2 separate regions of the Nomascus leucogenys genome follow, and region 2 is linked to region 1. Evidence: chromatin contacts called from public Hi-C data. All regions are on one chromosome and are shown on one strand. The core of a region is the stretch at or near the end of the contact, and the rest is flanking DNA. Distances in the headings are between cores, read along the strand shown.

Evidence for each region. Hi-C and Micro-C count contacts between places; a contact is called where the count stands out from the background.
Region 2: a contact with region 1 is called in a Hi-C map of a lymphoblastoid cell line, with 3 times the contacts expected there. The contact joins two enhancer-like sites. A contact is called at or near these places in 4 of 4 Hi-C or Micro-C datasets (a lymphoblastoid cell line and an unstated tissue).

The regions. Positions count from the first base shown.
Region 1 is chr5:55,885,181-55,889,314 of Asia_NLE_v1, reverse strand. No RefSeq gene overlaps it. Among named protein-coding and RNA genes, the nearest start is that of NFASC, 22 kb to the right of the region's middle. Within about 2 kb of position 1,529, the one cell type or tissue checked has an H3K27ac peak away from gene starts, as active enhancers do. A contact at or near this core is called in a lymphoblastoid cell line, where this site is marked.
Region 2 is chr5:56,107,815-56,111,940 of Asia_NLE_v1, reverse strand. No RefSeq gene overlaps it. Among named protein-coding and RNA genes, the nearest start is that of MDM4, 66 kb to the left of the region's middle. Within about 2 kb of position 1,355, the one cell type or tissue checked has an H3K27ac peak away from gene starts, as active enhancers do. A contact at or near this core is called in a lymphoblastoid cell line, where this site is marked.

The sequences.
Region 1 (4,134 bases), core at 280-2,779:
TTTATTTTAAAATATTTGATTAGTTGTCTAGTACTAGTTTTTCTTTTTGACTTTTGCTTTTTTAATTTTTTTATTTAATCCTAAATTTATTTTTAATTATTATGGATACATAATAGTTGTACATATTTAGAAGTAGTTTCAATTTTAGGAATGACTCTGCTTTTTTAAGTTACAATGTATCTTGGATTTCATCCTTACCATTTTATGAAAGTCATCTCATTCTTTTTCACTGTGTTAATAGTTACTCTATCACATGGGCTTACTATAATTTATTAAGTGTGGTGACTCATGACTGTTATCTCAGCATTTAGGGAGGATCACTTGAGGCTAGGAGTTTGAGGTCAGCCTAGGCAACATTGAGACCCCCATCTCTAAAAAAAAAATAAAAAATAAATTAGCCAGGAGTGGTGGCACATGCCTGTAGTCCCAGCTACTCAGGAGACTGAGGCAGGAGGATCACCTAAGCCCAGGAATTTTTCAGTGACTTATGATCGTGCCACTGTGCTCCAACCTGAGCAACAGAGTGAGACCCCACCTGTTTAAAAAAAAAAGGGAATAAGGCTGGAAGCATCACACTATCTGACTATACTACAAATGTAAAATGCACTACAAAGCAATAGCAATCAAAACAGCATGGTACTTACTGGCAGAAAAACAGACACACAAAACAACAGAACAAAATAGAGAGACCAAGAATAAATCTATGCTCTTACAGCCAACTGACTTTCATCAAAGGCATCAAGAACACAGACTGGGCAAAGGCCAATCTCTCCAATAAAGGGTGCTGAGAAAACTGGATATTCATATGCAGAAAAATGAAACCAGACTCCCTATCTCTCACCATATCCAAAAATCAAATAGAGATGGATTAAAAACCAATGTAAGGCCCAAAACTATGAAACTACTGGAAGAAAATAGGGGAACCCCTTCATGACATTGGTCTGGGCAAGGATTTTTTGAATAAGACCAAAAAAGCACATGCAGCAAAAGCAAAAACAGGCAAATAGGATTCCATTAAACTAACAAGCTCCTGCACAACAAAGGAAATGATCAGCAGAGTGAAGTGACGACCTACAGAATAGGAGAAAACATTCACACACTTCGCATCTGACAAGCGGTTAATATCCAGGACACACACGGAACTCAAAGAATTCTAAGTCTTAAACGATGGCTTTAAACAAACGGCTTGCAAATTTTGTGAAAACTTAACCATCAGGTCTGGTATGAGCCAGCTCCAGGACACCACTGGGAGGGCCCCTGTTTTGGAAGTTGGACTCTGTCCTCCATTTGGAGCCCTCGGAGAGAGCAAGCGAGGCTGCTCTGTTCTGGAGGCTTCCTGTGCCTGAGGCCTTTGACTCCCTTTACCCGCGTTCCTCCCGGCGAAGCCTGGCCCCGCTCTCCCAACACCAGTGTCCTGCTGCCCCCTAATGGCAGCTTCTGCCATCTGCGGCTGCCCGGGAGCTAGATCCACTAGAGAGCTCACCAGCTCCGCGCCAGGATCAGAGACCCCTGAGCAGGTGAAACAATCTTCACCTTCCACTCCAGCCTTTTGGAACCCAAGGAGAGCCGGGCCAGAGTACCCAGGACCTCAAGCCCCGCTGCCCCTTGTCCATCCCAGAATCGTGGTTTCCCACTGCCCTCTGCAGTGCCTGCGGCATAGTGATGAGCCCGGCACTGTAGCGCCACCTAGTGCCTCTGCCGGGTCAGTGGCACCTGCACCTGCACTGCCAACCCCCTGCTGGGCACCCCCCGAGAATTCCGACTTAAGAACTGTAGTTTGTTGTGTGTTGTTTTTGCTTTGGGGCTCAGTGGGAAACTCACCAGTCACCTGCATTAGAGCCTGGGGCTTCCTGTCACTTTAGAGCAGGTAAGAAGAGGAGGGAAAGAAAAGACCTCAGCAGCACAGCCCCAGACCTTCCTCCATTTGGTGGGGCCTTCTCACCACGAATAGTGAATAGTCCAACTAACAACTAAAAGCTCCAGCTAGGAGGACCCTGGAGCTCCCCTGAGCCTGTGGCCTTCAAACGGTACTGACCAAGCCTATCAGTAAGCAGTGCATTTTACAACGCAACAGCCCAGGACACCCCTGCGTTGAAAGGGCTCAGGAAACAATACTTACCCTTACTATGCATAGCGTATAGCGTATTTTGACACTTCCATTACTTTCAATTCTAAAAAAAAAAAAAACAACTTGCCACAACTTAATAACTAGAATTCACAGTTCATTAATGGGTCACCATGAATTTTGTTTTGTATTGTTTACAAAACAAAAATCTAGCCCTCAGTTCACTGAGAAGAAACAGAGGACAAAGAACAAATTTGCCCAACAGCAAATTAGGGGCAGATTCAGATCTAGGATCTAGAATCCAGGTCTCTGATGCCCAGTCTCATCACTTCAAGGCCTCCTCTGGGCTCTGTACCAAGTTCCTTTTGCACTGAAGCACAGAGCTCTGTCTCTCTCTGTGGCCCAGATCTATATAGGGCAGACAGTCAGGATCTGACTGCAGGCCCCTCTGTGCCCTGGAAGTAAGGTGTTGTCAATTGCTGTTTCTCTTACAGTGAACTTCTCCTGTTCTAGCACAAGGCGGCAGCAAAGAGAAGCAAACGGCCTTGATAATTGGGAGGAAAAAGGAGAAAGTGGACTCTGGGCAGTTCCGGCAACCTATTCAGTAAATGAGTAGCGTTAGCATTTTGCTTGAGATCAAAAGCCAAAGGGCAGTATTTTGTTAAAGACTTTTGGAACTTAATTTTAAAAGTTAAGGAGGGCCAGGCATGGTGGCTCACACCTGTAATCCCAGCACTTTGGGAGGCTGAGGCAGGGAGATTCCTTGAGTCCAGGAGTTTGAGACCAGCCTGACAACGTAGTGAGATCTTGTCTCTACAAATAAAAAACAAAGAATTAGCTGGGTGTGGTTGTGCACATCTGTGGTTCCAGCTACTTAAGAGGCTGAGGCACAAGGATCCCTTGAGCCCAGGAGGTCTAGGTTGCAGTAAGCTGTAATCATACCACTGCACTCCAGCCTGGGTGACAGAGCAAGACCCTGTCTCAAAATAAATAAAGGCTAAAGGGTGTTGGGGATACTCTAGTCTAAACAATACCTGATGCACTGTTTGTTGCTTGAGTGTTGATAAAAATATAAATCCATAATCTTCCTAGAGAGTATATGAATTTTATTTTCAATTTTTTAAATGTTCAAACCCACTGATCCAGAAATTCCACTAAAAGGAATATATAAAGTGCTAATTTTGTACATACAAAGTTGGCCACCACAACATTTGATATTTTTTGACAGAAAGAGCTAAATAATATCTACATGGAATTAGTTTTAAATCTTGTGTACACCAAATCCAAAAATGTAATACTATGCAGCCAGTAGGTAGGATGATGTAGAATGTGAAAAGCAGTTTACAAAATACTATGTGTAGTATGCTCCAATCTGTGTAAAGTGCCCAGGGATTCTCTAGGTACTGGGGTGAAGGTGGGGTGCCTCTCTGAAGAATGGAGTCATCATTCAGAATCACCTGGGGAGATTTTACAAACCACAGTCTTCCCCAACCACTCACCCCAGGAAAGTGTGATATGCCCCTTTGGGAGATATGGTTACATTTGAGAATCATTTCAGGAAGGGAAGAGGATAGAGAACTGCTGGAGGCGTACACATAACCATTTGTGTGTATACGCATGTGAGATGGTAGTGGGATGCTTCGCAGAATGACAGCATCAGTCTTCTCTGAGTGGTGAGATTTTCAAGTGTTTTTCAATAATAATAATGATAATAATGATACTCAGAATAATCATCATAAAAATAGTTTGTTTAACCATCTACCTGTTGAAGGACATCTGGGCTATTTTGAATTTTCACCTATTACAAATAAAGCTGCCATGAACACTTGTGTACAGGTTTTGGTGTGAATGTAAGTTTTTATTTCTCAGACATAAATGCCCAAGAGTGCAATTAAGGCTTGTTTTATGGCCTAGCATATGGCCTATCCCAGATGTTCCATGTGCACTTGAGAAGGATGTATATTCTGTTGTTGGATAGAGTGTTTCATAGATGGCTGTTAGGTTCAGTTGGTTTATAGCGTTGTTACAGTTTTCTATTTCCTTGTCGATCTTCTGTCCGGTGGTTCTGT
Region 2 (4,126 bases), core at 106-2,605, 220 kb before region 1:
ATGGCTATTATTGTCCTCATTTTATTTATGTCATGTGTTTGTTTTTTTGAGGCAGGATCTCACTCTTGTCACCCAGGCTAGAATGCAGTGGCACCATTACAGCTCACTGCAACCTCGACATCTTGGGCTCCTCAATTCTCCCACCTCAGCCTCCCAAGTAGCTGGGACCACAGGCGTGTGCTACCGCACCTGGCTAAATGTTTGATTTTGTGTATAAACAAGGTCTTGCTATGTTGCCTAGGCTGGTCTTGAACTCCTGGCCTCAAGTGATCCTCCTGCTTCAGCCTCCCAAGGTGCTGGGATTACAGGCATGAGCCACCACATCTGGCCTGGCCTCATTTTATACACGAGAAATTTGGGGCCTGGGTAAAGTGTAATTATGTCTTCACATACCCGGCAAGTGGCAGAGCCAGGACTCAAACCAGGGTTTGGTAGACTCCAAATCCCTCAGCCTCTGCTGCCTTGAGGCCTTGGCCAGATGGAGTTGTAGCAGGTGTGACCCTGTGGGGGCCTCAGATCAAGGACTCCCCAGGTTTGCCAGGTAGTGGCCTCCGAGAGGCCCAGGGAGCTGCTGGCCCCTCAGGAGCGGCTGGGGGCAGGACACAAGCTCTCTTGAGTCATCCCAAATCTGAAGGAAGAGAGGACGTGAAGGGCCCAGGGCTGTGGGGAGGCTGGACAAGGCAGAGCTCAAGTCAGCTCCTCCTTTAGGAGCCTCCTGAAGCCCCTGGGGAGCTGTCCCTGACTGTACTTCTGCAACAGGCAGCCTGGCCTCTTTTAGGGCACATACGTATGTTACTACATTTATGTTACTGTCATCTGTAGGTCGTAAAATTCCACTAGGGATTCTCCCTCATTCCCTTGAAAAGTCCTTGAGAGCAGAGACCCTATTATGTGTTGCCCTAGGTACCTGGTAGAGGCCTTTCAAAGATTAGTAGGTGATCAATGAATATTGTTGAGTGAGCTCTTAATGATGGTTATTTCTAAGACCATAAAAGGTGACTTCATACACATGATCTCATTTCCTCATTCATTCAAATCCACGTACATTTGCTGGGCTTACAATAATATGCCTGGACTTTACTAGATTCTGGGCATGCAGTGACAAATTAGACACCCTGTCTATGCCCAAGAAACTTACGTCAGGGTGGGGAGAGTGCAGGAAAAAGACTGAAAAAGACAAAACAAAACCAAAACAGAAAGCACAGAAAATTGCAGTATGTGCAGCCAACAGTCAACGGGTGCTGGTGAAACCCAGAGGAGGAGGCTCCCAGGGGAGAGGAAGCAGGGTTGGGCTTTGTGTGCCAGGAAGGAGGCGGTCAGCCAGGTGAAGGGGAGAGGATGGGGGCGCTGGAGGTAGGGGAGCCCGTGGGAGATGGGACATGTTCAATAGCTCAGTCCAGCAGCTGCCTGGTGTGCAGAGGGGAGTTTTGAGAAATGAAACAGGAAGAGGGAAGAATGGAAACCACACCTTTTATTGGAACATAGAGTGCTTTGTATTTCTGAAAACACTTTCACATCTATTATCTCCAATTAGCCTAAAAACAACAGCAGAAGCAGCAGCAACAACGACGCTGAGCGCTGACCGCGAGCCTCCCTCGGAGGGAGTTTACTGTGCGCTGCCTCCTTGGACCCTCACCACTGCCCTGCGAAGCAGGCGCTTTCCTAGCCCCCTCTGTCTGGAGGAGGGCACTGAGAAAACCGGGCAGGGGAGGCCAGAGAAGGAGAGGGTGGCACCATCATTCTCACTTTCCAGCTGAGGACACGGGTAAGTGGCATGCGTCCACTCCTGTGACTTGCAGGAGTCCCGGAACTCACTCAGGCCTCTGGACTCCTAGCCTGGTATTTTCCCCTGGAAGTTTCTGAACCAAAAAAAATGTCTGAACCAAAGCACACAACCAGATCGTGAATGGAAATCAGCTTCAGCTTCCCTGGTGTTTCTCCATGGTGATCCCCTGCCTCTGTCACTGAAGGGGCCAGGATGTCACCACCAATGGGAGTGACCTGGGCTTTGAGTGGAGCATTTAACCTGTTCAGCCAGCTGTTGGAAGTGCAGAAACTAGTCCCTCACATTCACAAACTACCGCGGTTGCTCCACCATCTGCATCCAGCTTCATTACTTAATTCACTTTGCAAAGTTAATCCAGTGATCCAAGCTCCTAATAGTCTCCAGTTTGACTTCCACGGCTTCCCTTTCCCTCCACACCCAGCCTATCCCGGGCTTCTGGGTCACCAAGAAGCAGGAGCCTTTCTGTTGATTTCTTCTGGAAGGAGGCCATCTCAGTAGCCCTTTACAACAACCCATGAGATCTCCTGATTTCCGTGTGTTCTTGGAGTCCCCTGAGATTTGGTTTGCAGCACAAGCTCATTCCCCTCTGTGCTCCCCTCTCACTGTGTGGAACCTTCTTTAATAGACTCACCTCTGGGGAGAGGATGTGCTCCTTTCTGGCCGCAGCTGCAGCCATTCCAATCTACATCAAAGCACTCTTCTTTCTGTCTCCATTTCTTAAATGTTTTTGCTTTTTCTCTATTTCTTCCTTCTCATGGGCAGCTCAGAACACATTTGTGACAGTGACCACCCTTCTGCCCCAGCCCTGGCCCCACTACCTTCCCTAACACTGCAAACAACTTCACTCTTGGCTTCCTGCTGGATATCTGGTCAGTGGCCTACATTCCTCCCACTTTTCTCTTTTCTTTCTTTCTTTTCTCTCTCTCTCTCTTTTTTTTTTTTTTTTTGAGACAGGGTCTTGCCCAGGCTGAAGCCCAAGTGGCATGATCAAGTGATCAAGGCTCACTGAAGGCTCGACCTCCCAGGTTGAAGCCATCCACCCACCTCAGCCTCCAGAGTAGCCAGGACCACAGGTGTGCACCACGATGCCTGGCTAATTTTGTCTTTTTAAAATTATTTTGTTGACAGAGTCTCACTATGTTGCCCAGGCTGGTCTCGAACTTCTGGACTCAGGCAATCCTCTCACCTTGGCCTCCCAAAGTGCTGGGATTACAGTTGTGAGCCACCATACCTGGCCTGCATACCCTTTTCTATCTGGCTTTCTAGACTTTAAAATCTGTCTTGGTGGCTCCAGTTTGCCATGTCTCATGGTCCTGAAATGGCCCCTGTCACTGAGGCAGGGAGCAGAGGAGACTGGGAATTTGTGCTGAAGGTAAATGGATCTGGTTTGAATCCTGGCCACTGCCCACCAGCCATGTGACCAAGACTTAACCGTATTTTTTCAGGGTGTTATGCAGAGATAATGAGATCAAAATTGTAAGGCATCTAGTACTGACATAATAAGCTCTCAACAAATGGTAGCTATTAAAGTGTTAATAACAAATCCTTTTCAGATGGTTTCTATAACAGTGAATTTGCAAATAGTTGGAACCTCTGAAGTGCTTCCTCTCGTGAACTGGAAACCCCTTGAGGTCAGGGGCCTTGTCTGCCTATTCACAATGTCCATCTAGCACATGGTAGGCTCTTTATATATATATATATTTATTTTTTGATGAATGAATAATCTAGACTATCCTCAATTCTGATATCACGATTCCTTTCTAGTATTAAATTCCGAATTATAATACGTTAATTGCAGAAAAATTGGAAAATATTTTTTAAAAATACGAAAACAAAAATGTAGCTGTGATCCTAGTCCCTAGAGATAACCACAGTTAATATTTTGATATATTTCCCTGCAGCCTTTTTTTCTGTGCTTATGCATATTTCAAAAATTTTATATTCTGGCTTTTCAGTTAACATAATGAGCATTTCCCTGTGTTACTAAATAATCTCCATAAACATAATTTTAAGTGCTACATATATTATTCTGTGCTATGAATGTATCATAATTTATGTAACCAATACCCAGTGGTTGATATTTAAGTTGTTTCCATTTTTCACCATTATAAATAAAGCTGCACTGAACATCTTTTGCATAAATCTTTGTGTATATCTCTGAATTAAGATTTTCTACCAAGAATAAATTCTACAAAGTAAATTACCGATTTAACAGTGAACATGTTAAGGCCCCAGGTAAATGTCTTGTTAAATGATTCTTCATAGAGGTTGCACTCATTGTCTGTCCTCCTGCTATCAAGGTATGAGAATTCTCACCACCAGAATATTGTTTAAAATGAA